Linked DNA regions of Mus musculus: regions 2, 3, 4, 5, 6 and 7 are each linked to region 1. Evidence: chromatin contacts called from public Micro-C, promoter capture Hi-C and targeted proximity ligation data. All regions are on one chromosome and are shown on one strand. The core of a region is the stretch at or near the end of the contact, and the rest is flanking DNA. Distances in the headings are between cores, read along the strand shown. Region 1 holds the start of Incenp (inner centromere protein). Region 2 holds the start of Vps37c (vacuolar protein sorting 37C). Region 3 holds the start of Tmem138 (transmembrane protein 138). Region 4 holds the start of Tmem216 (transmembrane protein 216). Region 5 holds the start of Cpsf7 (cleavage and polyadenylation specific factor 7). Region 6 holds the start of A430093F15Rik (RIKEN cDNA A430093F15 gene). Region 7 holds the start of Asrgl1 (asparaginase like 1).

Region 1 (3,988 bases), core at 1,246-3,745:
GGGAAGACAGAACCCTAACTGGCTATTTCTTGTCACCAAATGAAGCTTCCAGTACTGGAATTGGGTTACATCTAATTGGATTGTTGGTCAAAGGGACCTCAAAGGAATTCCTAGACAACTTGGGTCGTTGCCAAGACTACAGGTTGCTCTCCATTAACCAATGGCAAGGCCCCATTGCTGATAACACTTACAAGCCTCGTTGAACATGAAGAAGTTGAGCTGATGCCTAAATAGAGCCTTCACTAGTATATTCTAGCATCTTTGGTTCAGGAACGTACTTTGTATGCTACCAAAAGAAACATAAACACAAATCCAGCCATAAACTGATGGACCAGCCTGACTTCGTTTTAAGATTAGAAGCCACTTAACTGGTGTTGAATGCCTTTAATCCCAGCACTTGGGAGGCAAAGGCAGGTAGATCTCTGAGTTCAAGGCCAGCCTGGTCTACAGAGTAACTTCTAGGACAGCCAAGGATTCACAGAGAAACTGTGTCAGAGACTGCCCTCTCCTGCCCCCAAACTAAGTTCATTCCTGATTTCTGTAAAAATTGGGCTTGACTATGTCTTGACCCATTTTTTGGAATTTGACATATTCCACACCCTATATACCCTGACCTCCACTCCATGATAAGATCCTCTGAAAATCCCCCAACCCTTGAAACCTTCCTAGTCTTGCAGCTATATAAATCCCACCTTCTCTTGTATTTGATGCTGTTCTTTCAAACCCTACTTTAGGGAGACAGTCCTGTATGATAGAAAATAAAGCTTGCTTAATTCAATTACAGAATTTGGGTAATGGTCTTTACTCTCTTTTGGTGGTGTCTTAGTTAGGGTTTTATTGCTGTGAACAGACACCATGAGCAAGGCAAGTCTTATAAAAAGCAACATTTAATTGGGGCTGGCTTACAGGTTCAGTGGTTCAGTCCATTATCATCAAGGTGAGAGCACAGCAGCATCCAGGCAGGCATGGCACAGGCAGAGCTGAGCCTTCTATGTCTTCATCCAAAGGCTGCTAGTGGAAGATTGACTTCCAGGCACCAAGGGTGAGAGTGTTAAGTCCACACCCACAGTGACACACCTACTCCAACTAGGTCACACCTCCAAATGGCGCCACTCCCTAGACCAAGAATATACAAACCATTACAGGTGGGATCAACAAAACCCTACAATGGTGTCTGCCTGCAAGGTATGTTGGGGCAATAGTGGCACAAACCTGTGGCAGTAACCAACCAATATCTGATTTGACCTAAGGCCCACTCCACAAGATCGAATCCTGCTTGGGTGAACAACAATCTGAGACAAGATAGCTCAGGGACCTAGGGTTAAACTAAATACTACTGTTCTACTAAAGGAACATAGCAATAAAATGACTCCTAGTGATTGACATTCTGCTACACTCAGATCATTGCCTTGCTCAGCCATCATCAGAGAAGCTTCCTCCTGAAGCAGATAGGAACAAATACAGAGACTCACAGCCAGACAGAGTTTGCACAGCTCTGCATCAGGTTCTTGCATATATGTTATGGCTTCCAGTGCTTTTATGGAATTCCCGAGTGTTCGAACAAGTGGGTCTCTGGTCTTTGTGCCTTCTCTTGGGGCTTTTTTTCTTTGTTTCATCCAATTCAGATATGATAGGTTTTGTATTATCTTATGTTTTACATCTTAGTTTATTATTATCCCTTAGAAGTCTGTTTTGAAAGGGAGTGGATACAGATGGAAGGGGAGGTTAGAACTGGGAGGAGCAGAGGGAGGGGAACTGTATCAGGATATAGTATGTGAGTAAAGAAATCTATTTTCAATAAAAGGAAAAACAATTTAAAAATAAATAAAACCCCTCTGTTTAATCTGTCCAGGGACATTTGTAGTTTCGCCCACCTCTTGGCTACTGAGAATGATTCTATAAAGAAGGTGGAGGTGTTTTATTTTACAGGTGGTGGTGACACACCTTCAACTCAAGACTTTACCTTTATATGTGGCCAGAAAAATTCTCCGTTGTATGTGGCGTCCAATCTGGAGGGTACTTAGCAAACACTTCCGGGTGACAATCGGAGGTCTAAGGAAACATTCTGTAACTATATGCCTGACTGCTCTTGGAGGGAAGGCTCTGTGAGATTTGCAATGTGTTTCTTTTTACTACTGCAAAGTAGCAGAGCTGTCATTCCGAACGCAGAAGCATTCCGGACTTGAAACGAACCAAGCGGCTGGCTCGAAGATAAATAGGCATCCTCCCCAACCAAGCCTGCCTTCGCAGTGCACGCAGGGACTTGTAATTCGTCGCAACCACTTCCTCGCCGGGTAGATTGCCGCAGCTTCCGGAAGTTGGGGCGTGTTAAAAGCGTCAACGTTCTTCTCCCCGCCTCCTAGTCCCACAGATTGACAGCACTAACAGCCAGCAGATAAGCGGACTCGTGCGTCCTGTTACGTGATTGGTTTGGAGTTTTGTAACCGCCCAGACAAACTTAAGGGGAATTGGTTGAGCCACAATTTTGAAAATCGTAGATTCGCCCGCGCTCTTCGCCCGGTAGGTCCTCGCCTGCGGCGAGCTCGCGGTACTGGGAGTCCAGCCGGTCCGGCGTGGCGGGAAGCTTAATCTGCGGAAGCCGCGGACTGGAAAAGGAGTGGTCCGGGAAGACGCGGCGCCGCCGGGTGAGTGAGAACGGGCGTCGGGAGTCGCAGGGTCGCGGTGTTCGGCCACTGGTCCCGGCCTCTTCGCTTCCCAGGATGGGCCAGGGGAGTCACTTTCGCCTATGGGTTGCTTATGGGTGTGGGGATCACTTCCAATGGTTCTAGGCTTGGAGATGAACTTCGAGGCCCTGCACTTGAGTCCTGGGATCCGAGAATGGTCAGTCCTCTTCCCCGCACGCCGGGCCTAACACCTGTGCAGAGCCTGGGCTGCTCTGTAAACCCGGACTTGAGTCTTTTTATGGCAACGGCTGCTCAGCTTCGTCCCAGCTGAGCAGCATTTAAAAACTGACCCAGCTCCGGAGACCGCCCTGCTACTTATTTTGTCATCCCCGCAAGCGTAGGCTCTTGTCAGCGGCGCAGTTCCCTCCAGCTTCCTGCTGCCAAGCGTTGGGATTGTGTCATTCTGAGCTTGAAACTATTGTCCTGGAGGCCTGTGGCTAGTGGTTAAAAAACATTTTAAATCCAGGCTCCGCCCTCCGATTTTCTTGGTGACTTTGACCTAGATTTGTATGTGCATGGGTATCTTGGAGTATGTGGCAAAAAGGAATTGAGAGGTTTCTTGGCATGGAGTAGGACTCTTGAGTGGAAGAGCAGTTTTAGCGATCGATCTTCCTGCTTGGAGGGGTGTGTGTGGGGAGAAATGCTTAGTTCATTTCCTGCACCCCCAGAGGAGATGGCAATTGCTAATCTGCTGAATGGCACAGAAATAGTATTTGTGGAGAGGAAGTGACCTTCCTTCTCCCATGGTAGGGTTTGTTTATTTCGTGGACTGAAGGTGAAGTTACCCAGGAGTCTGATTCTTGTTACACCTCCTCCTTTCCTCAGAGTCACCTTTTCTAACTTTTCAGCGAGGGCTTGCTAGAAAGCACATTTCCCCATGGAAGAAGAAGTGTGGTATTGGACTTGGTGAAAGAAGCGCTCACTCCGATTGTAGCATGAGCAGACATTTTGTAAAATTTCCCATTTGTTACTTTCTTATAGCTCCTCTGCAAGTCTTTGGAGTCCTTGTGCAGTTTTCTCTTCTCTTTGCTGGCCTTGAACTGATGAGGCCTTGGACTTGGCTAGGGCTGTTTTCTGGTGCAGGGGGATAGGGAGACTCAGTGGAGAGGCCATGCTGATGAGTAGCTGGCTGCACAGTTAATGCTTTTTCCTAAAGGCTCAGTGCCCCTATCCATTCGGTTTTGCCCCAGTTAGTGCTGCCTTTGGCCGTTAGGTCAGGGTGTGTTTTGGCCTGTTCTAACATGTGCCTACTGAGTTGCTCACTGAGTGTCCCAGTGTGTGATGGTGAGACAACCTTTAGGATT
Region 2 (3,818 bases), core at 82-2,581, 790 kb before region 1:
GCAACAGAAAACAGCCCCACTGAAGCACTCCATCATGTTTTCTACTTAATGGAAATTACAAAGGCACTGGGCCAGATTTCCAAGACAATCTTACGAAAAAGGCTTTTTTTTTTTTCTGGGCACTATGACTGCCAAGAACAAAGACTCATTTCAGAGTCCACCATTTCACCCAGCAGCCCTCAGTTCCACAATCCCCAGATCAGGGCCCTCCCTGGGCCCCAAGCAAAGAAGAGTCTTTCCCTTCTAAGTCCCTCTATCACCACCATTTCTAGCTGCAGGACTGACAGTCACTGAATGTGGAGTGGCACGCTATTGGTAGAGACACCTGGAAAATATGCAGGGAGCGATGAAGGAGCCCTGGTATCCGTGAAGTTTCTTGGCTCAAGGTGGCTAGCCCAAATCTGATTGACAAGGTATAGGCTGGACTCAAGAAATGTGACCCTGATGATAGTCCACTCTACCAGTAACTCAAACACATCTCTGGGAATGTCTTGGCCCACCAAAAAAAAGTGAAAGAACACCCCTAAACGGCTGTGAGGGGAGAAACAAAGCAGAACCAGGCACATGCTGGGACCATACACCTGGAAGGCCCAGAAGTAAGGATGGCTCAGCCATGCTGGACAGTTCAAGTCGGGGTCCAGAAGAAAGGGGAAGAACCCTTACCTATTGCTAACCTGGGGAATGATACAGGCCAGCAAGACAAAGGCCAGAGTCCCTCTAACTCCACTATATCGCAGGGGCAAGTCAGAATACACACAGGCCTCAGTTTCCCAATCCGTACAAGGGGCAAAGAGGCTCTTAATGACACAAAGGCCACAAGGTACTCCTACAGAGGGTGAAGGGTTGCGTGGCGTTAGCGGATAGGTGGGAGGGGGCGGGGCTGAGGCGACCGGCGAGGACAGCCTCCCACCGTCCATCCCTCCCACCCCACTGCAGGGGCGCAGGCCCGCGGGGAGTCACGCGCCCATCGCGCCCAATCGCCGGCTTCGGCCAGGAAACCCATCTCTGAGTTCGCCGGCAACGCCCCCGGCACGGTAGGCCGCTGCCCGCCGCCGCCCGAGACCTTCCCCAGCGGCGCTCACCTACCGGGGCCGCCGCTACCGCGGGCAATCAGCCGCTGCCCGCACTTCCGGGATCCACGAGCCCCGCCTCTACCGGATGTGACTTACTCCCGCGTCCAGCTGAGAACGAGCCGCACTGCCCCTCCGCCGCGCCCCGAGTGTCCTGCCTTGTAGGCCTAGGGGTGGCCACGATACCTGCACTCAGACGCTGGTGGCTTCAGGCGCCACACCCGCGGAAGGCCACTCGGCCCCGCCCGCGCGGGGGAAGGCACCACCCCTAGCCCCGCCCCCGCCGTAGGACTCCGCCCATTGCGAGTACGCCTGCGCAGACTTGCAGGCGTCCCTTCGTTTGCTCTGAATATCCTGAGACAAGCGTGGAACTTCCAAAGGGAGGCTCCAGATGGGCTCTTATTGCACCACGGTATCCCCGGCCTGCTGCGCACACTCCTTTTTATAGTTTGGCCTCAGGACTAGAATGGCTGCGGTCCTGAGTCCCCTTCAGACACTGCTAACAGCTCTGAGCTTTCCTAAAAAATCACCCTTTGTCAGGACCGTAGATTGCTCTTACTCGTCTGTAGATGAGTGTGTAAGCGTCAGACTTGATCCATCCTCACTCGCCCAGAGTGACAAGCCTCAGGAAGGGATGGAAACAAACCAGCCCTGAGAGGTGAACGCCATTCCACTTTGGCTGCAGTGGTTAGATTAGCTTCCAGCCTAAGAAAACCCTGCCACCCTTTGTTATACATTAGAACTTTTGTTGCTAGTGGCAGAGACCAGCACAAATTGGCCTCTTCAAAATGGTAATTGCTGGGTCATACAACGAGAAGTCCAAAGGCCCTAAGTGATACCAGGCTCAGTGTCAGAGGCCTCCACCTTCACTTGACTCTGACTTCTGTCCACCCAAAATGGATCTCACCTCAAAGAGAAGGAGAGAGCCAAGAAAGAGTGACCATGACATGGGACACAGGTTCAGGTTGCCTTAAATAACATGTTCCAATGTAAAAGTGCTTTTGTGAAGTCTGTACAGTAACAGAATAAGGCTACCCCAAGGCATTTTACAAATACATTGCTGGGACCATCAGGCCAGTGGGTAATGAGAAATTAGGGAAAATCTCTGTTTGGGTCTGAGGTGCTATTTGATTACATTTTAGCTTTGGGGTCTGCTGAGTTAGTGCATCCCAAAAGGTTTACCCGATAATCACATTGATATGAGGTAAGGCACAGAAGTGAGCAACATTTATTAAGGAGAATAACAATAATTATCAGTTAATTGGACCCTGTAACATCCCAGCTTTCCACAATCAAGAAGTTCTAATCAGTCAACAGAGTTGCAATTTTATTTATTTATTTATTTATTTATTTTTGAGGGGGGACTTCCATCTTGTAAGTTTCTCTTTTGGGTCATCGAATTTCATCAAGATCTCCCACTTTTTCTATTTCATATTCTAGATCTAAAATGATCATCATTGTCCCCATTGGTCAGAACTCCCTCCCCTTTACTACCTCATGGGGTCCCTGGGTACTCAGGTCTCAAGTCCCCTGTGCTGTCCTAGAACTCTCAAAGTAGTCAAGAGTAAGCTCTCACCTCTACCTGGCAAGTGCACAGTGTTATGCTGTGCTGGAGACACAACCCAGGCCCTGCACACACACACTCTCCCCTACCTCTAGCACAGCTACTACAAAAGGAATCAGGACAGACGACAGCTGTGCCTGCAGGTGACTTGCTTGAGGTGCTACCTTTGGGGGCCACCCAACATGATAGGGGTTCAATGCTGTTTGTTTTGCAAATACTTCATTTTGTAAGAACTCAAAGTCAGAGTGAGGACTGTTGACAGCCGCTTCCAGAAAGCCTGCTTGACACCATTTCTCCATGGTTGGGAGAGCCGGCCAGGCCAGTGAACCTGAATGTTTTTGTCCTTTCTCTTATGCTGTGTGAGTTGGGTTTTTTGGGTTTTTTGTTTGTTTGTTTTTAATTTTGAGCTGACAAGCAGACTCCATTTTGTGCATCATTATATGCAGGTGCTGGGAACTTCTAAAGCTAGAGCCCAAACAACCAAAACCCGAGAAATTGACAGAAGTCTGCTGCAGACCAAACACGGGGTCTGTCAGTGCCAAGCACTGGTGGTAGACCTTTTGAATAGCCAGACTTGGAGCATAACAGGAGGGAGGGAGAGCAGTGGCAGGAAAAGGTCTCGTGTGAGAGGGGGCACTAGGAAAGATGCCTTGACTTGGCTTCATAGAATCCCCAAAGCAGCCCCAGCACTAGTTGGAGCCACAGGCTGGGCCAGAAGGCCACATAGCTATTCTTTCAAATCTTCAGCTGGCCACTCCCAGCTACTAGACTAGACCTCAGACCTGGAAGACACTTTGTCAGGACCCAACCTGGGACTCTCCAGTTCCAAGTCCTAGTTCATGCTGTACCACTAAACCACACTGTCTTTGGCCAAGTCCCTTCTGTTTCCTAGCACTCAGTTCCCCGTGTGTAATGCCAAGGAGAGACCCAGAACTCATCCTCCTTCAAGATACTCCATGATGGGGCTAGAGAGATGGCTCAGAAGTTAAGCATTTGTATTTCTCTCAAAGGGAACCCAAGCTTAGTTCTTAGCACCCAGGTCAGGTAACCCACAACCTCCTGAAACTCCAGATCCAGAGGATCTGATGCCCCTCTTTTCTGGCCTCTGCATAGACACACACACACACTTAAAAATAATAAAACTAAAATATCTCAAAGAAGAACTCATAATTGAAAGGACACCC
Region 3 (3,921 bases), core at 942-3,441, 680 kb before region 1:
TCAGAGCTGCCTCCTTGATTCATGCAAGAGCAAAAAAGGTTTGGGATTACCAAGTGTCCACTGCCTAACACAACCTCCACTCTTCCAGTCACCTGACAGCGTTGGCTTCTGCAGTTTATTTTTTTACAAAAGGAAAAAGGAGACAATGGTCCCTTTGCCCATAGTCCACTCTCAGCCCTTAAGAGTGAGTTCTCTACAATGTTCTCTCTGAACACTGTCTACTTCATTTCTGGATCGTGCCCCACCTTCACCTTGTAATAAACTCTACATATTTTCTATCTTGAAGCTTAAAACTGGGAGTGGTGGTACACGCCTATAATCCCAGCATTCCAGAGGTAAAAAGCTGAAGAATCAGAAGTTCAAGGCCAACCTCTGCTACATGTTTGTAGTTGAGCATAAGCCCAGGCTAAATAAGACCCTAGCCAAAAAATAAAAAATAAAAATAAAGGCAGGGGTGTGGGGGTGGAAGGCTTGGCCATTAAGAAGTTAAGAGAGTACATACTGGTCTTGCAGCACACCACAGCTGAGTTCCCAGCACCTACATCAGCTCACAGCTCCAAGGGACCAAATACCTACTTCTGGCCTTCACAGGAACCTGCATACACATAACATTCACATACAGACACATTTGATGAAAAGGAAAGGCAAAACATTCCAAACCAACCCGCATCACTCCAGTTACAAGTCCTGGACTAGCACTTTGCCACAGGCTTAGAACAGATGGGACACTTTTCTGACAGAAGGCCGGAAAGTTAGTTACATTGCTGTCTACAGTTCACAAATAAGCCCTCTCTTTTCCTAAAATAGCAAAAGCAAGGAAAAGAACGCAGGCAAAGGCTGAGACTACGCTCTCACTTGCACTGAGAGAGCAGTTTGTACTAAGACACCAGACATGCTCACCACTGCCGGGTCTCCTGTCCTTGCTTGGCTGAGCCCCATGCTCAAGGAGGGAGTCCACAGACTCTTTAGGCTGTTTGGGCTTGAAGCCTCTGTCACAACTATATTCATTCTTGGCTGGTGTAATATAAGAGTAGCCAGGAAGGGTATCTCAACAAATGAGCATGGCTGTGCCTCGTTAACACCACAGACACTGATGTCTAAGTTTTACATGATTTTCACATTTCACACAATATGATCCCTCTGCCCCAATAGTTTAAATATGTAAAAGCCACTCAGGGTTAGATGTATGGGGTGTAGTTTATCTACCTTGATTTAAGAAGTGTACCGAACCTCTATTTAATGTTTTCCTCAATTCACTGGCTAAAGGATTCTCATAGGCTGAGCTAAAACAGAATCAGTCCCTGGGTTAAGAAGTGAACCTTCCATTACTCTCAGGAAAAGGCTGTACTCCAAACACAGTTACTTTTAGAAGTTAGAGCTACAAACAAAAAGACCAAAGGGCAGAGTTAGTTGTTTCCTCCTCAAAGACGGAGGGACACTAAGAATTCTGGGGACCAGATTTAGAGTGCAAATCCTATAAACCTGCATCTTACAATTCAAAAGTACTGCAGCGCCGGGATCCAAAGAAGAGTAACTCGGTCAGGCAAATGGCAAGCCTGGTACAGGCACCCAGTTCCTGTGTTCAGTTCCCAGAACTCATTTCCAAAGGCAGCCCCTCCAAACGGCAGGACTCAGGAGTGAGTGACAAATAATATTCCACTCAGGAGTGTGAATAAAGTCCACCTTAGCACAAGTGCTCACAGACCGGTCCTTCGTCCTTCGGACAGTCAGATTTACTCCAGGTGCAAGGGGGGTATGACGGTGACTCCTTTAGTCAGGTTGGTTCTAGCAAGTCTTAGATGAGACGCCTTTTGAAAAGCGTGAGAGCCTCTACGAACACCACCTGCGGTATGGAAGGGGCACGGAAAAGTGTCCAATTCTTACGAGGAAAAATAGGCTGAACGCCGAGGTAAGACAGAGCGAAGCAAGGAAGCGGCGGAACCACCACTGGAACCCATAACCCGGCTCTCCCAGCCCGGGTTCTATCCCACCCTTAGCCACACAGTGGGACACCTTGGGGGCAGGTCTCTGGGACCCGCCGGTCAGCGAGAGCTGCCACTCCCTAGGCTCCTCTTGAACCTCGGAGAACTGACTTTCCAGCAAGTCTGCAGACCACGGCATCCGCTACAGAGGGCGCTAAGTGAGATTTTTATAGGCTCGGCCACTTCCGGGGGTGAGCTGGGGCGTCTGGGAAATGGGGTTTGCAAGCTAAGGGGCGCGTTCCTGAGCGGTCCGATTCCTAGGAGCGCTGCGTCCTATCAGCCTTGTCTCTAACCACAGACCCCGTCCAGAGACAGGTGAAATGCTGGGGTTAACAACCTCACGCTAGGGTCGGCCCTCAGCGAGGCAAGATAGAAGAACCGGTCACAGGGAGAGCCTGAGAAAGCAAAGACCCTAACATGGCGGGCAATTAGCAATCTACTTCCGGAATTTAAAGCCAGCTTCCGGAAGCCGAGCGAGTGTTCCCATGACAACCGACGTCGGTTCCTTGAGGTGCGTGTAGATGCTGGGGATCATAGAGTGGCTGGAAGTCAGAATTTTGTGTTGCTATTGCTTTTGCTATGAGTCTTTTGCCGAGGCCTTTCGGTCTGTGAGCGGATTGGGACTGGTGAGGAAAACCGTGTTAAACTGGAGGGTGCTCGACCGCGTAGCCAGAGCGAGGGGCGTTTCTGCCTAACGGATGCCCTTGGTAGAGCCTTACCAAGTGGTGCGTTTGACTCTACTCATTTGCGAGCTGGAGGAAATGACTCTATTTATGCGTCCTTGCCTATAGCCAGGGGATAATTCTTTCCTACCTTGCAGATTGTTATGAGGATTAAAGTAAATTCTCTTGGTTAACAAGATTATCATGGCGCTGGTACCTAGAGAGATATTGTGTGAAAACTCAAGCCCAGAGAAGTTACATTCATATATTTAAAGAGAGAGAGAGAGAGAGAGAGAGAGAGAGAGAGAGAAAGAAAAGAAAAGAAAACCACGGGGCTTTTCCACCGCGGAAGGTGGACGGGTTCCGGACCCCTCAGAACCTTTGCAAAATGAGGGTTATATGCACTAAAATGGCTGCTTTTCAAGTCCAGGGATCAAGTAAAGTTATAAATATGCTCCCCTCACTTGCTGCCTCAGTGTTTCTGTCATAACCTTTATAAAGTTCCTCTAGGAGAGTACTTTGTCTTCTCAACTCCTTCTGTATGTGACACTGTCCATTTCTATGAGGACATATTTCTCACCTACTTAGATAGCACTCTATAAATTATGAAATAGGCTGGTTGTATAGTGCCTCTTAGAATACCACTCTGCCACCTACCAGCTGTGGAATCTTGGTCTAATTAGTTACCTTTGCTGAGCCTCAGTTTTCTCATCTAGGAATTGAGGGAAATAAGAATTGATTTTCTACCTTATGAGGTTATTATAAGATTTTAATAACATCTGTGATTGAAACAGTTCCTAGAGTGTTGCATGAAATATATAAGGGTTTTATTTACTACCATTACTACTATTATGTGACCAGGCTGTCACTGCTCTGTAGTAACCCTAAATATTCTTGGTTAGAGTTGTGTATTTGTCAGGTGTGGGTAAATTCCTGTAGAACAGGCTCTCAGGGTTTACCCTGAGGATCAGGGCAGGAGGATCAAGAAGTTAAGATGAGCTTGGGCTACATAGCAAGATCTGGTTCCAAAAAAAAAAAAAAAAGCGCCATGCATTAAGAAGGATCCAGACATGGAGAAAAATTTGCTGTTAATGAGTCTCTAGAATGAATGACAAGTTATGGTGCAGTGGGGTGGAGTTGGGATGGGTTTGGGTTTGTCTTGTTTGGTGAAGAATCTTGGCTCTCATAACCCAAGCTGGCCTCAGACTCTTAATCCTCCTGTTTTAGGTTCCTGAATATTGTGATTATAGGTGTGTGCCACTATGCCTGGCTTTAGC
Region 4 (3,705 bases), core at 746-3,245, 660 kb before region 1:
GTGGATCTTCTCACTTCAAATGATTTAATGAAGAAAAAAAAAATCCGAGGCCTTTTGAGTTTTAGTCAATTACAGATGTGATCGAGTTGAAAACCAAGAATAGCCATCATAATGTGTTAATTTAGCAAGATCAATGGAGTGGAATAAATTTGCCTTGGGTCCTAAAAGCCCTTGTACTTCTAGTCAATGGTGCATGGCCCTGAGAGGCCTTGATATTGAGTACTTAGGCAATTAAGTAGGTCAAATTACCACAGTGAAATTTTCTTCCTCTGTAGAGGTAGAGGGCTCAGTTTTGTTTTTCTTTTTCTTTTTTTTTTTTTTTAAGATTTATTTATTTATGTATGTGAGTACACTGTAGCTGTCTTCAGACACACCAGAAGAGGCCATCAGATCCTATCACAGATAGTTGTGAGCCACCATGTGGTTTCTGGGAATTGAACTCAGGACCTCAGGAAGAGCAGTCAGTGCTCTTAACCACTGAGCCGTCTCTCCAGCCTGGGGCTGAGTTTTATTTGTGGCTTACTAAAGAAAAGTGTGTAAGAGCACGGCTATAGATAAAGCCCAGTGGGGAGTGTTTGCTTAGCAGCCCCAAGCTTTGGGTTAGACCCCAGAGGGCAGGAGACCCAGCTGCATATTCTAAGGTTCCTGCAGGTTACTGACTTAGTCTGTGTCCACTTTTGGTACCTATGCTGTTGTGGCATCCTGACATGAAACAGCATCATTTTCTTAACCAACCAGGTGATATTAAGGCTATAGATTATATCATCTCTGTTGACAATGGGTAAACTTTTCACTGTAGCATGAGAACTATATGTGTATACAATATCAAAATGTTTAGGCAGAGTGATTTAAGACCCATAATTTACAAAAACAAGCAACTGGTCCACCCTCCTTTCCTCTGAGACTCAGAGCAGGGGTGTGTATGAAGGTAGTTCAGATGGGGTGCAGGGACCAGGGCTTTCTCCATCACCTCACCTTGCCGTGGTCCTTTAGTGGGAACTTAGAATTCCATTTAAGACCTGCCAGAACATTGTGACACCCACTTGAAACCCCTGTACTGGACGGGAAGCAGAGGCAGGAGAATTTGAGGCCTGCCTAGCCTACATAGGAGACCTGTCTAGCCAAACTAAACCAGACCTGAATAAGGCAGTGGAAGGCACAAGCAGAAGTGAAGGAGGAAGGAGAGCAGAGGTGGAGGTGGGGAGTGATGGAGGGAGGCTTCTACTTAAATTATTCTCCCGGAGTGAGGACCTGCTTTGAGAAGCAACAATTACTGCCTTTATCCACACTCCTACTAGGTAGGGAAATAGCACTTTCATTACAGGTTACTTACTCTCTCCCGTTATTTGTTGACTGACTGCCATACTCTAAGGGCTGACAGCTGGAGTCTTTTCAGAAATCTTACTCTTTCACCCCCTGCCTGCAACAACACGCTCTTGCTTCAAATTGCGGCCAGGGTTCGTTCATAGCGCAAGCTTGTTGGAAACATTTCTCAATTTCCAACTGGCCAGACGCTGTCTCCTTTCAACACCCTTGCACTCTTTGGGTCGCAGGAGAATCTCATTATAGCACCGCTGTTTTCCCTTGTACTCCTAGAAAGGACATTCTATCTTCAACGGTTTTGGTGTTTACATAGGCTCCAGGTAAGCCTTTTGCACGACAGTGGCATGGGGTGTTTTTAAAAAAAACACATGCAGTAGAAAAGAGAATGGTGGGCGCAGGGCCGATCCTCCAACTACTCGGCCACACCGGGCCACTAACGACCTACGCCATGACGCCGGGGATGGAGAGAGTTCAGCTGGAGAAGTGTTCTGGTCTCTCTGCCGTCGTTTAAAACCCCATCCTCCCCCTAGACCACTGTAGGTGGTTGACGGCTGGCGCTGTTCTGTGCATGGGCGCGGCCGGTGGGGTAACCATAGAGTAGCACCGGCAGGCAGAGCGGCCAGAAGACCGGGCGGCTCGGTGCCGCGCTTCCGGCAGCGCCGCATTGCTCCGGGCGCTGCAGTGTACGCAGTTTCCATGGGGACTGAACATGGCGCCGCGAGGTGAGACTCTGGAGGTGTGTGTCTCTGCCCCTTATCCCACGGGTACCTGCCAGCCCCCTCCACCTCTCTGTCTCCAGAGCTCGACCTAATCCTCCATTTCTAAAAGTCGGGGTCTTACTCTTCACTTGTCTAAATCGGGCTTGGGTTGTTCTGATCACCCCGAGTGCCTGCATGGGTACTCGAATACCGTACTCTTAAAAATCCCCGGCTGGCCCTATTCTGGGATGGCTCAGTTATGAATCCTCCCGCCTTGGACAGAATTAGTTTCTGTGCCTCAATTTCCCCCTCAGAAGTGACAGGGTTGAATATTTGAGGTGCCTCTCAGCTGTGATTATAGCTGAATTGTCAGAGAAGTAGATGTCAAAGTGATTCCTGAGAAAGGAGATTGAAGGCAGTTCCTGCCACACCAACACTCACGTCATTAGCAATCAGAAGTTTCTCCCTCATTCACAATAATCTTGTGATTTCTCCGGATTACAAAGAACCTTCACACAGAACAGAGTAGAGCTCTAGCTGCCCTGCCCATTCTTTGTTTTGCTTTCTTTCAGATAAAAGATTGTCCTCAACCCCCCTGGAAGTCCTGTTCTTTCTGAATGGGTGGTACTATGCTACCTATTTCCTGCTGGAGCTCCTTATTTTCCTGTACAAAGGTAAGCCTGGGCCTATCTGCCTCTGCCCCAGCAACCCTTTTCCACTTTAGCATACTCCAAGAACCTTCTATCTTCTGGTCCTAGCGGCATCTCCATTGCAAGGCAGAAGTCTCTCCAACTAATGGCTTTAGAATGATCAAATAGGATGTCTTTCAGCAAGACTTGAGTTTGAGAAATGTGGGTTTCTCCATCCCAACTCTTTCCCCATCTCTCTTTACTAAAATATTCAGATCTGTGTACCATTATAATTCAGTCATTTGGCAGAGTCAGGACTTGGAAACTTAAAGCCTGTAGCTGTAACAATCTATACCTTGCTGATTTGTGAGATGTTAAGACTGGTTGGTATCCTTGTCCCGGGTTTGTGGCCGTCCATCCTTGTGGGGCCGTGGGGCTGACCGTTAGCTAGGTGGTGTGTGCATACTCTGGCTTTCCCTCCTGTAGGGCTCCTGTTGCCGTACCCAACAGCCAACTTAGTCCTGGATGTGGTGATGCTGCTGCTCTATCTTGGCATTGAAGTCATACGATTGTTTTTCGGTGAGTGTTGTTCAGAAAATATTTCCATTGCTTATGAGACATGCTGGAGCCTGTAACTTGATTAACAAGACAAAGAACCTAGGCTCACTATCAGAGTGGATCTGGTAATGTATATACCATTGCTTCTTCCCTGAGGCTTCAAGCTGCCGCTTCATATTCTAGGTCAAGGTTTACCTGTGTGTTTGTGAGTGAGGCTAGAAGCGGGCAGTAGCACTGATCTTAGACCAGTCCTCCCAGCTGCCTGAGTGCCACAAGAGTGCCTGCGTCTTCTCCTTGCTCTGAGAGAGGAAAGCAGTACATTCCTAAAGAGCTCAAGATCCCCTCCGCTTCTCTAAACAAGGATTTCTCTAGAAGTTCCTAGACACCAGAGAACAGAGCAAAACTGCTGATTACTTAGAATATATCATCCTAGTGCGAAAATACAAACCTAAGGGAGAGAATGGTAAGGGATACTAACAGTCAATTCACAAAAGTCA
Region 5 (4,137 bases), core at 425-2,924, 630 kb before region 1:
TCAAAGTCAGGCTACCACCTAGGCATTCTAGCCCATTCTTTCCAGGTCCTTCTGTGTACCCACTGGAACACACCAATGACAAGAACCAGCTAGCTCAACAATAACAGTACTAAAAAGAACCCAGGTAAGATAAAAATTTTAAATAGAAACTTTCTGTTGAGTTTTGACCTCAAGATTGAAGAACTCAACCTCACAGATTACTATCTTACGGGATACTTAAATGTTAAAACACACATTCAAACTAGGATGACTGAGTCCTTGACTTGCCTTTAAACTAGTTTATTCAATGGTTTTTACCTTTCTTCCTTCCATCCATACGAATGGATGCCCAGAGACTTCTCAAAAAGGACAGTCAAGCTATTTAAAAAGACTGAAACACTTGGAGTGGCACTGGAATTCCACCTTTAAAGCAGTTGGTATACTGTGGCTTTTAAAGTAATTTCATGGTACACCATTGGGAGGGGACCAAGCAGGGGGAGGGACCAACATGCTCGAGCCACAAGTTGAGAGAACAGCAAAGTAACAAGCATCGAAATTATCTCCGCAGTACTACAACAAATGTAATTTTCATTTTTAATTATGGTTAGTCATTCAACTTTGAAATGACTTGGGGAAAGAATTCCACAGGCTGATTCACCATACTATTACACTTGGGTTTTTATTTGCTCTTAAAGCAAGCCCTTTAAAATTGAAGCCTGGAGGTTCAAATTAACCTAAAGAGGAATGGTCAGTCGTCTTCAAAGCCACCGCTAGGGGGAAACGCTTCGATATTACAGGGAATTATTTTGAGCTGAGAGAGAAACCACTGCCAGTAGATTGATGGAAGAAACCCCAAAACTGCTGCTAATTCCTCTCACCTGATTGAACTCTTCATCAGCGTATATATCAATCAAATCCACTCCTTCTGACATGGCTCCGGAAATACGCTCTCGAGCCCGGAGAACCGACAAAGTAAGAAAGATGCCACTACGGTATTCAGAAAAGGGTAAAAAATTTTAAGGCACAAGGGTCCCAGGCTGGGAGGAGGGCAAGGGTCAACAAGCTCTAGTCTCCCAAGACGCAGCATCCCGGCGGCCGGGAGCCTGGCCCCACCCGCTCTGCCCCGCCCCCAGCCTCGCGCCGCCCCCAGCTCTCCCAGGCCGCTCGGGCTCGCGGAGCTCGCTGCCCATCACCCGCGGGCCCGACCCGAGGTGCTCCGAGTCGGCGCCCGTAGTTGCCTATGGCGCCACCGCCAAGTCCGGGCCTCGACTCCTGAGAGGGCCCTCAGGCCGCGCTGTGAACCACCGCGGCGAACGCCGCAAGCTCAGCCCGTCGCACCTGCTAGGCCCAGGGGGCGTCCCAAGCCGGAGCCCCCGCGGGCCCGGAAGCTCCCGCCGCCTCCACACCAACGGGGCCCTGTCCTCGCCCTAGGCTAGGCCTGCCCTGCTCCCTCCCACAGCTCCAGGACCTCAGCCCCTCCCTCAGAGGCCCGCGCTTCCCTCCACCCGCTGTCTTCCGCCGCCGCCACCCCAACCGACCCCCTCCCTTCCGCGGCGCCGGCCCCCGCCCTCCTTCCGGCCCCGCCGGCCCCGGGCCGCGCGCCCCCGTTACCGGGAATATGGCGGCGGCCGCGGAGAGTCCCGACTAGGCCCGAAGCGCGCGAACCGCTCTCCGCCCCAGGTCCCGCCCCCCCCCCACCGGCGGCGTCACACGCACCGCTACTTCCGCCATACGCTCGGTTGCGCCTTCCGGCTTGGGGTCCACCTCCGCTGAAGTCCTCAGATCGACCGCCCGGAATTCCCGGAAGTGGCCCGGTTGCCAGCTTACTGTGCTATAAGAGAGAGATGGCGGTGGTCACCTTGATCCCGACGCTGGCGCGGGTGAGAGAGCCGGGTTCGGGGCGGGCTGCAGCTAAGACTGTTTCGTCCTCCTCTGTGCCGTGGAGACTGTAGGGAGAGTTCACCTACCCCACAGACCAGGGAATGGTCCCCTCAAGGCGAGGCGCAGGCTGGAGCCGATCATGCAGGGAATTTTCCATTCTTTCCTGAGCCCACGGTGTGCTCGAGTGAGAATACTGGGTAATATGTGGTTAGGTGGCCAGTCACCGTGTGAGACTCAACGCATACCAGGAACAGTTACCGAACCTCCCCCGAAAGCCTCCTAGCTTTTCTTGAGCTTCTTCCCCCGTCTCCCTTTTAAAAGCCGGTTTTAATTTGTTACTCAGGCTGGCCTCAAATTCGTAATTCTCCTGTCTCATCTTGGTTTTAAATGTTTGAGAATTTTCCGTTTTTATTCCAGTAGTGTTGAAAGCTAGTTGGTATGGTTTATCTTAAACTTATCAAGACATGTTTTTTGACAACTTGTGATCTCCTGGGCATAATTATCTGTACATTTGAGAGGAATGTATGATCTCTTGTGTGGAATGCCTGTATATCTCAGTTAAATATTCTTAAATTAGTATTGTTCTGGTTGTCTAGTATTGATTCCGACATCTATATATTCTATTCCTTATTAAAATGTGGCATTAAAATCTGTTGTGTTCCCCCACCAGTTCTGTCAAGTGTCTCTTCCATATATTTGAGTGCTCTATTAGATCCACATATATTTATGATTATTATACTTTACTGCTAACTCCTTAATACTATGTAATATTCTTTATATCACATATGACAATTTTGTTGTTTGTGCTAAGCACCAAACCCAGAGCCTTGCCTGCTAGGCAATCGCATTTTCTTTTCTTATTCTTTTTTTTAGACTAAAAAAGTATGTACATGTGTTTATCTGCCTTTGTGAGTTTATGCATACTATGTGTGTAGGTGCCCATGAAGGCCAGAGGAGGGTGTTTTAAGTGTGTCGGTGTTTCTGCAATGCTGTAGTTTTGTTAACACTCTTTTAAGTTGTTCAGTGTTCCCTCCTCCTTCCTTGCTACCCTGTTTTTTAGGTACTAAAACTCCTCAGCTTCATAGTAGTTCTGATCTAGCCTCTCAAGTGCGTGGATTACAGTCATGAGGCACCATGACCAGCTGGTTGCTCTGCTCTCTTATTCTCAGTGGCTACTGGACTTCTTAGAGTATGCTGGTTAGTGTTGCAAGTTGTTCAAAACAGAAACCAACCAGTCCCTTCGGCAATGCCAACCCCCATGTTCTAGAACATTAACCATACATTCAACTCTTCCTCGAGCCTCGGGGAAGAGGCTTGTAAACAATACTAGATTTTATCTTGCTTTATCTTCTATGGCCTTCTGCACCAAAACTAAGCAGCTCTCTTGGTCTCTATGGTCCCTCAGCATCTGGAATGGGCTGTGTCCTGTTGTTGCTCTGAGACAAGAGAGACAAAAGCCAGCTCCACAGGCAGCCTCTGAGAAGCAGGAGTTTCAGGTGGATGCCCCCACCCGCACCCCCAACCCCTGCTCTGTATCTCCAGGGAAAAGCTGGGGGTTGTGGGTTATCTTTTCATTCTGCAGTAAGGCAGGATGGGGACCATGGCAAGTGAATGCTGCTGGTACAAACCATCACTTTTGCTTGCCACAGCTACAGAAAGGTGTCCTTACCTGTAGCACTTAGACTCAGCCAAAGCAGAAGCTGTTTGGATGATGTTCCAGCAGTCTTACCTTTCCCTCTTGGATAGAAGCCTGTTGCTGGGACATTCTCCCCATCATCTTGTGTGTTGAGGATTTGGGGAAAGACAGGGCTGTGGCATGTGCAGTCCACAGCCTTTCCTATTGGCTTCAGTGCAGCTGGTTTTGCAGTCATCTGGGGAGCAGGAGCTTGTTTTCCAAACTAATCACAGAGGGAATGGATCTGTGAATTGTTGAGTCAGTATCTCCGTATGCTTGTGCTTTCTAAAGCACTTATTGTTGCTAAAGTTACAGATACTTATACTCTCTGTACTCGAACTTGACACAAGCTGGAGTTATCACAGAGAAAGGAGCCTCCCTTGAGGAAATGCCTCCTTGAGATCCAGCTGTAAGACATATTCTCAATTAGTGATCGAAAGTGGGAGAGCCCATTGTGGGTGGTGCCATCCCTGGGCTAGTAGTCTTGGGTTCTATAAGAAAGCAAGCTAAGCAAGCCAGGGTAAGGAAGTCAGTAAAGAACATCCCTCCATGGCCTCCCTGGCTGTCCTGGAACTCACTCTGTAGACCAGGCTGGCCTCGAA
Region 6 (4,138 bases), core at 1,274-3,773, 840 kb before region 1:
TTAAGAACTATTAATTCTTGCCAAGTTGCCCGTTTATTGTATATGTTTAGGTGTGTGTACACACACATGTGTGTGTCAGTGCACAGGCATGGAGGTCAGAGGACAACTTGCAGGAGTCACTTGTCTCCATGCACCATGTGTGTTTCAGAGATCAGGTTCAGGGTGTCAGGCTTGGTGGTGAGGCTGTTTACCTGCTAAGCCCCCCTCGATGGCCCTGTGTGTGAGCTTTCTAAAGAGTGTCATGGCTCTCGGCATCTGGTCTTTTTAAGAAAACTTTCATAGATTGTTCAGGTCCTCATTAGTTTTCTAAATGACACCCTGACCCGTGAGGTCACAGACTGAGGACTCTCAGTGACTATCTAAGAAAACCCTTTATATCACAGGGAAACTGGGTTCTAGGGGAGAGCCTTCACCTCAAACACGCAGCGATAATGATTGAGCCAGGCAGGACTCACATCCCAAGTTCCAGCTCTGTACCCTTCTTGCCTGTCCCAGACTAGCTACTACCTTGCAGGACCCAGAAGCCTTTGTGTCGACTCTTCCCTCAACCTAGAAAACCCATCCCACCAGTAAATGGGAAACCGCTCATCCTTCCAGTGTCCTTCCTCCCTCCTTGACTTCCTCACAAGTAGCAATGGCTACCGGTTTCTCTACAGTCCCCTCAGGCTGGCCCTTCCCACATCCTGTCCTCATGTCCCTTGAGAGATTTGCCTTATGCTCTCAAGGAAAACAGGCCTGGGCTGGGTGATCAACAAGGCAGGCAGCTTCAGGAGCAACTCTGCTCTAAGGGCTGGGATTGTCCACTGCTCTAAGAGGAAGGACCCTCCCACCCTCAGCTCTCTACCATATAGAGGACCCAGTACATGCATTCCTACAGGTGCCTTTGTCCACCTCACCACTCAGGTTCTGTGTGTCTGCCTGCTTTATAGAACAAGAGTTCCTTTTGGGCAAATGGATGCAGCCATCTGAAATAAGAGACAGGTGGTATGTAAGAAAGGGGACATCTACCTGCCGGGAGACCTGGAGGCACAAACCTCACTGTTCGTGAGCTGTGCACCTTTGGGGATCCACCTAACCTCAGTGATCCTCAAGTGGTTCATCGGAAAAATGGGCTTGGTTAACAGCCTTAAGCAGCCTTGTTTTCTCACGTTTACCTGTGGTCAAACAGGCTCAGTGTCGCTCAAAAGAGCAACAGAAGAGAAAGCAGGAGTCAGAACTGTGGGCTGGCTAGAGAGGCAGCCGTGGTGGGGAAGGCTGGTCACTTTAGAGAGCCTCCACTTTAGAGAGCTTCCTTGCAGGAAAGCATGGGCTGAGCCTGGGAGACTGACCTCACACGGGGAGCACTCTACCTCACAAGCCCTGCATGTCATTACCAGGGCAGCTTCCAGATGCCCCGAGCTGCAGGGAGATGGATCTCGGAATGGGGCAGTAGCTTTCCTAATATCCCCCCTCAGAAATTAAGCCAGCTTCTAGACTCCAAGTTGTTTCTACCCAACTATGCCAGTTGTCACTGAAAACTAACAACCATGGATTCTAGAACCTTCCCTCTGAGCCAGTGTTTGTGCTAATACTCCACGGGGCATATCATAAGGTAGCCTTCTTAAATACATTACACAAGGGGAATTTAGGTAATTTACTTCATTAAGTGACTCAGTTTCACCACATATATGAGAGGCTGGTGCTGTTCCAAGGGAGGCAGGCAATCGGGAGCCTGCTGAGATCTCACCTGGCCCTTCTGGTGCACAGGGTAAGTGCCCTGGAAACCTCCGACCTCTGCTTCCCCCAAGAGTTCAAGCTGATGTCCTCCCACCAAGAGCCAAATCCTTTAGGTCCCAAAACAGAGGAAGTCCCTCCTCTGAAGGCACCTGGGCACACCCTTCCCTCTACAATCTGAAGGAGGGCTGCCCTGGGGTCATCCAACTCCCCTATGCTACACAGGAACCAACTGAGGACCCCAGCTCCACGGGACTCACTCAAGGTCACAGAGCAATGGCCACACTCAAAGAGCAGGTATTGGAGGGTCAGTACCTCTCCCTCCCTCCCTCGGACAGTCCCTTCAACAGACAAGAGGTCTTCCCTTGCTCTTCCACTCCCAGGCAAGGAGCAACAGTAGGTCAGGGGTGCACTCCCTAAGCTGGGTAGGGAAGATGGACAGCCAGCCTGAGCTGGTCGTGCTCAAGGCTGCCAGTACAGAAGATCCCAGTGACTGAGTCACTCAGTCACTCATCAAATAAACACTTGGAAGGTATCCATCCTATAGATTTCACTTAGTCATCCAACCAATGTTGATCTGCTTCAGGCCCTCACATTCCTCAGCTCCCATCCCCCTCCCCCCTTCACCCTCACCCCACCTCCTTGTGGCTCCTTTGCCACCTTCTCCCCACCCCCATCCAAAAGAACCAGTGTTGGAATCACTGAGGAGTGACCCAAACCAGAAAGTCCAGTAAGGCAACTCTCCAGAGGTTACCTGGTGTCGCCAAGGCAATAGGGCAGAGCCTGTCCCTCGGAGGCTGTTGAGGTTCTGAAACTGGCCTAGGGGGCTCATCCCCCCTCCCCCACCTTTGCCTCCACCAAGCGGCGGCATGGAAAACCCAGCCAGCTCAGCTGACTTCCTCTTGTGTCATGGAAAGTGCGGGTGATAGGACAGGAAACTGTCGCCTGGGGTCTGGGGTCCCCAGCTGGCACAGGACCTGAGGTCTAGGGGATGCAAGGTAGAAAACTTTGTGGGGTAGTTACTAGGGAGTCGGTGGCAGGGGAAGAGCTACGGACCTGGAGTGCAGGGACCCCACCACTAGGGTTCCCTCCGGTACACAGCCAGTAACTGAGGTAATACATTCAGACTTCTATGAAGGTTGGAACACATAGTGAAGCCACCTAGTAGATCACACTCAGGCCTGTGAAGGGGAAATAAATCTAAAGCTCCGGGTTTGGATTGCCTTTGATAAAGAAGTGAGTCTGGAGGTCTGTGGAAGGAGATGTCGGTTTCCTTGTGTGTGCATGTGTGTGTGTGTGTGTGTGTATGTGTGTGTGTGTGTGTGTGTGTGTGTGTGTGTGTGTGAGTGTGTGCATGTGTGTGTGTGTGTGTGTGTGTGAGTGTGTGCATGTGTGTGTGTGTGTGTGTGTGTGTGTGTGTGTGTGTGCGCGTGTGTGCACATGCGTGTGCATGCATGCATATGCGAGGGCGTGGGCTGGCTGGTCAATGGACAGTGAAGCTCTCTATAAACTGTGAGGAAATAGGCTCCGATGGGCACTTAAGAAACAAAGGGATGCTAGGGATACAGATCAGTTGAGAGTGTTTGCCTTGTAAGCATGAGACACTGGGTTCCAGCAAAGGAAAAAATAACAGACACACCAGGTAGGGACTGTCCCCAGCACCCAACCCATCACCACCACCAGACAAGAGTTTCTCTGTGTAACATCCCTGGCTGTCCTGGAACTCACTTTGTAGACCAGGCTGGCCTCAAACTCACAGAGATCACCTTGCCTCTGTCTCCTGAGTGCTGGGATTAAAAGGTGTGTATCACCATGCCAGCTGCATTTCTAGTTCTTGCATATCATTGATAATGTTGAATGAATGAATGAATGAATGAATGAATGAATGAATGAATGAATGAACGAATCTAGATCCAGAGACCATACAACATGGAGATCTCACACCCAACATGAATATCTATCTCATACCTAACATGGAGATCATACCCAAAATGGGCATCTCACACCAACAGGGAGATCTCTCTCTCTCTCTCTCTCTCTCTCTCTCTCTCTCTCTCTCTCTCTCTCTCTCTCTCTCTCTCTCTCTCTTTCTCTCTCTCTCTCTCTCTCACACACACACACACACACACACACACACACAGTGCTGCAAGTTCAACTCAGATGAAGACACTCTCCTCCCCATACTTGCTGGTAAAATATTACTCTTGGATTCTTAGGCACAGCAGCTCCCGCTTGTAATTCTAACATTTGTGAGACTGAAGCAGGAGGATTACCACAAACTCCAGGCTTACATGGGCTACCTAGCAAGGTCTTGTTTTGTTTTGTTTCTTTGCTTAGATCCCCATAGGGATTCAACTCAGATTATGGACTTCCAGCCCCGTACACCATCAGGAGTGAGCAGGGCTTGTGTCTTGGTTTTCCTTAT
Region 7 (3,763 bases), core at 349-2,848, 760 kb after region 1:
ATAAAAATTATGCCTACAAGGTTCAACTACATAGTAAGTTTGAGGCCAGAGTGTAATGTATGAGACCATCTCAATTTCTTTTTAACTAGAGCAAATTCAAACTCCTCTCTATAGCAGAGCCACTCTTAGAGCCTCACATTCTGATGTAAAGTCTCTCGAAGAAAGAGAAAGGGGTGAAGATATCACTAGTGGGAAAGCATAGAATACTGTGGAAGGAGGTGGACAGGCAACCAAGACTGGGTAATACCAGACCTGATGCTCTGGTTTCCAGAATCAAAGGCTGGTCCCTTCTCCAACATCTCTTTTGCATATGATCTTTCTTCAAGCAGAAATCTCTAATTATGTAGCAAATAAACACAATAAATGAAACCCACCCCAATGAGGACAAGACAAATCTACTCAAACCTTGCTAATGCAAAGGAACCAACCAGCCACTGGTTTTGGTAGAGACTCAGAAGCAGGCAAACGGGTAGGAAAGGGCTCTATGGGGAAACAGGCTGTGTCCTGTTTGGATGCTCTTGGCCTAGGGAAGCTAGGGATAGACTAACTAGAAAAGATGGCCCTTTGTGATGGTTAGGGGAATCAGATACAACTTTTCTCTAGTTGGTGGTAAGATGGAAACAAGAAAAAATATTAGGAAAATTGGCACTTACCCACCGGGTCCTGACCATTTGAAGCCATCTTTATTGAGGTTTATTGAGGTCTACAGAAGTAATGGTTGGGAAGTCTTACACAAGGTCAGCCCTTTTCATTAACATATGAGCCTGGGTTGCCCCACCTTAAAGAGAGAAGGACTTGCAAAATGAAAGTCTATCTTTGACACCAACTCATCTAGCCAATAAACAGTACAAAGCGATTGATAACGAAAATAAAATATTGCTTCAGTAAATTTAAAATTAGAAAACAAAGGTTGTGAGAAAAAAACAAACTCATAATTCAAGTAAAATTGCTTTACATAATAAAGCAGGGCATTCTTCCTAGGTGTCACTGCTACAGAAACCTGTAGATGTCACTGGCATCTGTTCTCCCTCTTTGACTATCAGAACAAAACTAGACTCTAGGATCCCTTTGGTGAATACGAAGTGTTTGGTCTTCTACCCCTGCCGCCACAACTGCTGGAAGCAAGGAAAGAAGAAATGTCAACAAAAAGAGGGCACTGAGAGATGAAAGGATTTAGAGCTGGCATCCCTAGACTTAGAGGAGGAGAGGAGCTGGGATTTCTGGGCTCTCAGAGTGTCTAATGAACAGAATCTGTCAAATTAGAGGCAGAGGTATACTTTATTTTCTTCTCTTCCGAAAGATTAAGATGGGGAACTTAAAGGGAAAAGGTTTTAATGTAGCATTCTAACTAGCAAGACTTAAGAGCATGCGATAATTTCAAGGCAAAGGAGACAAAGGGTCCCGCGTGCTACTAGGGAAGTAGAAAAGCAATGTTATTCTAGATCTGGAGTCCCGGAAGGCTGGTGCGCAGCGCTAGGGACCCCGGGGCTTTACGGTAACTCAGCAGCGCCCCGGGCCCCCACCCTCGTGCGCAAGCGCGGAACCGTTGCCTGCAGAGCGGTTGCAGGCGGAGCGGTTTGCTGCCTGGTGGCTTGGCCAGTTTGACATCATGGCGTGCGCCCGCGGCACCGTGGCGCCGCCAGTCCGAGGTATGGGAAAAGAAACAAGAACAAAAATGTAGGATTTACCAGAGACGAGGAGCTCAGGTCCGAAGGACGTGGGGAAGTCCAGTCCTCAGGGTACCCCGGACCCTAGGTGGAGTGAACTGGAACAGAGAGCACGGACCCCGGGAAACTGAGGCACAGAGAGATTCCTGGGAGGAGGGCTGGAGCTCTGATACATGCGACCTCAGTACTGGCGCCGAAATAGAGGCTGGTGTTCTCTGGGGAAACTGAGGCTGAGGGGTAGCGCTGTGGCACAAGCGCAGGCTCGGAGTCTTGACACCAGGCTTTCTGAGCCACAGATGCCCCTGCCAGGTCGGAGTGGGAGAGCATGGGGAGGAATGCTGGGAGGCTTGGGTCGCTTTGGGGTTTTGTAACAAAACTCTCACTGAGCGGGGGGGGGGGGGGGGGGGGGACGGACGACACTGAACGGAAACAACTTTGACGCTGCTGCTCACTTGAGTTGGTTCCCTTGGACCGGTACAAAATGACACTCGCCTCTTCCTGATGCCTAGCCTCCATCGATGTGAGTCTCGTGGTGGTAGTCCATGGTGGCGGAGCAAGCAACATCTCAGCCAACCGGAAAGAGCTGGTGCGCGAGGGCATCGCCAGAGCGGCAACCGAGGGCTACAAAATCCTCAAGGCGGGAGGGAGCGCGGTAGATGCTGTGGAAGGAGCCGTGACTGTCCTGGAAAACGACCCAGAGTTCAACGCAGGTAAATTATGCTTGCCAGGTGAATAATGCCAAATCGGAGCAAGTTCCTGTCCACACCGACGCGGTATCCTTCAGTCTGACTGGCTTTGTGGTCAAATAATACTCTAGAGCAAGATGCAGTGCTGAATTTCCTCATTTTGCACTAAGCAACTTGTTTTGAGAATTTTTTTTAAGTCTGTTAATTCGCCTTTTATATAGCCTGCCCCCTAAGAATTCAATACTAAAAGCCAGGCATCTTGTTGGAGAGCCCTCCATAGCCTGAAACCATCTTCAAGCCTCAGCCTTCCAAGTGCTGGCTTTACAGGTGTAGACTTTTGGTATTTGTGGGTCTTGAGGTAGACTCTACATACCATAAAATGTAGCCATTTCGGCTTTGAGACCTGTGTGTACATTCCCTCCCTCTACCCCTCTGCATCTGTGTGTTTTCTCTGCCTCCCCCAAATTAAGCTCAAAAATCTTGAAACAGATGCTGGGAGAATCTTTTATTATAATATCCGGTCCCTGCTAAACAGTAAAGTCACTAATCATCTTCTGACTAGAAAATTGACTCTGGATAGGTCTCTAGGTGGAGACTGATCATTTTACAGACCAAGCCCTAAGTGGGAATTTGAGATTTACAGCCCCTCTCATCTTCTAGAAAAGAAAAAGGGGCCCCCACAATGAAGCAATCCAAAAACTATCCCTGAATTTTGGGGATGGGAAAAACCTCCAAATTGGTGAGTATGGTCGTATGCCAGTCCCAGCTCCACAGCAAAAGTGGGCCCAATACCCAGCACCCTTCCAGACCCTGCCCGGTGTTTGTTCATCTCAGTGTTGAACTGCCTCCTTTATATGACACACTAGTAAGACATCTGAGTCTGTGAACTGCTCTAGAAAAGGAAGCCCTAGCAGGAGACTGGCTTGCAGTTGTCTGGCAGAAATTATAGAGAAGCTACTATTTAAAAATTGGCATCTGAAGTAAGGAAGCATTCTTGTGGGAGAAAACCCCTTAGTCTGATGTGGGATCAGACTCTTCAAGGCAGCTAGTGTCAGAAGGTCAGTGTCTGCCAGAGCATGATGTGGGGAGGGGACTCCCACATCACTGTCAGAAGGGAGGTGCTGAGAGAAGCCCCAAAGCTCTTTCCCACTCCTTCCTTCAGAAGAAATGAGTTTGTGTTTCCGAAAAGTCATAGAAATGCAATCAGAGTGAATTATTTTGTGTTTGGCCATGTTCTAGGAAAATAATTGTCATAATGTGTCTACAAGACCCAGGTAGCAGTGGTCTAAGAAATTCAAAAGACTGTACTCTCTAGTGCTGTAAAGTAAGCATAATTATTTTGTTTATCTATCAGAACACTGCTGATTAATTTACTGGGCAAACATTCATTTCTTTTGTTTTAAAATAGAA

The links. Promoter capture Hi-C pulls out the DNA fragments that hold promoters and counts their contacts. Hi-C and Micro-C count contacts between places; a contact is called where the count stands out from the background.
Region 2: a contact with region 1 is called in a promoter capture Hi-C map of pre-B cells. A contact is called at or near these places in 6 of 39 promoter capture datasets (the 3T3-L1 cell line, the HPC-7 cell line, liver and 2 more) and 1 of 130 datasets of targeted methods (pancreatic cancer cells).
Region 3: a promoter capture Hi-C map of neural stem cells shows a contact between it and region 1. A contact is called at or near these places in 2 of 39 promoter capture datasets (neural stem cells and second pharyngeal arch cranial neural crest), 2 of 130 datasets of targeted methods (T-cell acute lymphoblastic leukemia and pancreatic cancer cells) and 1 of 9 other capture datasets (macrophages).
Region 4: a contact with region 1 is called in a promoter capture Hi-C map of liver, with 3 times the contacts expected there. A contact is called at or near these places in 9 of 39 promoter capture datasets (the 3T3-L1 cell line, the HPC-7 cell line, cranial neural crest and 4 more), 2 of 484 Hi-C or Micro-C datasets (cranial neural crest and embryonic stem cells) and 1 of 130 datasets of targeted methods (pancreatic cancer cells).
Region 5: a contact with region 1 is called in a Micro-C map of embryonic stem cells, with 6 times the contacts expected there. A contact is called at or near these places in 6 of 39 promoter capture datasets (the 3T3-L1 cell line, embryonic stem cells, erythroid cells and 2 more), 4 of 484 Hi-C or Micro-C datasets (CD4 T cells, the G1E-ER4 cell line, embryonic stem cells and 1 more), 4 of 130 datasets of targeted methods (astrocytes, extraembryonic endoderm stem cells, memory CD8 T cells and 1 more) and 1 of 9 other capture datasets (adipose tissue).
Region 6: a promoter capture Hi-C map of liver shows a contact between it and region 1, with 2.5 times the contacts expected there. A contact is called at or near these places in 1 of 39 promoter capture datasets (liver) and 1 of 130 datasets of targeted methods (pancreatic cancer cells).
Region 7: a contact with region 1 is called in a targeted proximity ligation map of pro-B cells, with 9 times the contacts expected there. A contact is called at or near these places in 14 of 39 promoter capture datasets (the 3T3-L1 cell line, the C10 cell line, the HPC-7 cell line and 9 more), 3 of 484 Hi-C or Micro-C datasets (embryonic stem cells, myocytes and nephron progenitors), 11 of 130 datasets of targeted methods (the 230-238 cell line, the SCID.adh cell line, T-cell acute lymphoblastic leukemia and 7 more) and 3 of 9 other capture datasets (embryonic stem cells, liver and pancreatic islet).

Annotation. Positions count from the first base shown.
Region 1 is chr19:9,897,996-9,901,983 of GRCm38.p6, reverse strand. Incenp (inner centromere protein) reads left to right here and starts at 2,495. Exons shown (of 19, transcript NM_001369356.1): 1 at 2,495-2,645. Gm50340 (predicted gene, 50340) reads right to left here and starts at 2,306. Exons shown (of 3, transcript NR_168101.1): 1 at 1,964-2,306; 2 at 907-1,116.
Region 2 is chr19:10,686,248-10,690,065 of GRCm38.p6, reverse strand. It overlaps Vps37c (vacuolar protein sorting 37C), which reads right to left and starts at 1,331. Exons shown (of 5, transcript NM_181403.3): 1 at 1,087-1,331.
Region 3 is chr19:10,575,656-10,579,576 of GRCm38.p6, reverse strand. It overlaps Tmem138 (transmembrane protein 138), which reads left to right and starts at 2,191. Exons shown (of 5, transcript NM_028411.4): 1 at 2,191-2,493. It overlaps Cyb561a3 (cytochrome b561 family, member A3), which reads right to left and starts at 2,420. Exons shown (of 8, transcript NM_201351.2): 1 at 1,494-2,420; 2 at 503-595.
Region 4 is chr19:10,554,053-10,557,757 of GRCm38.p6, reverse strand. Tmem216 (transmembrane protein 216) reads left to right here and starts at 1,995. Exons shown (of 5, transcript NM_001277860.1): 1 at 1,995-2,045; 2 at 2,594-2,695; 3 at 3,137-3,229. The coding sequence starts at 2,033.
Region 5 is chr19:10,522,781-10,526,917 of GRCm38.p6, reverse strand. It overlaps Cpsf7 (cleavage and polyadenylation specific factor 7), which reads right to left and starts at 1,674. Exons shown (of 10, transcript NM_172302.3): 1 at 1,591-1,674; 2 at 858-966. The coding sequence starts at 911. Sdhaf2 (succinate dehydrogenase complex assembly factor 2) reads left to right here and starts at 1,709. Exons shown (of 4, transcript NM_025333.4): 1 at 1,709-1,859. The coding sequence starts at 1,824.
Region 6 is chr19:10,739,332-10,743,469 of GRCm38.p6, reverse strand. A430093F15Rik (RIKEN cDNA A430093F15 gene) reads right to left here and starts at 2,523. Exons shown (of 4, transcript NR_027805.1): 1 at 2,468-2,523.
Region 7 is chr19:9,133,401-9,137,163 of GRCm38.p6, reverse strand. It overlaps Asrgl1 (asparaginase like 1), which reads left to right and starts at 1,598. Exons shown (of 7, transcript NM_025610.3): 1 at 1,598-1,649; 2 at 2,177-2,377. The coding sequence starts at 1,610.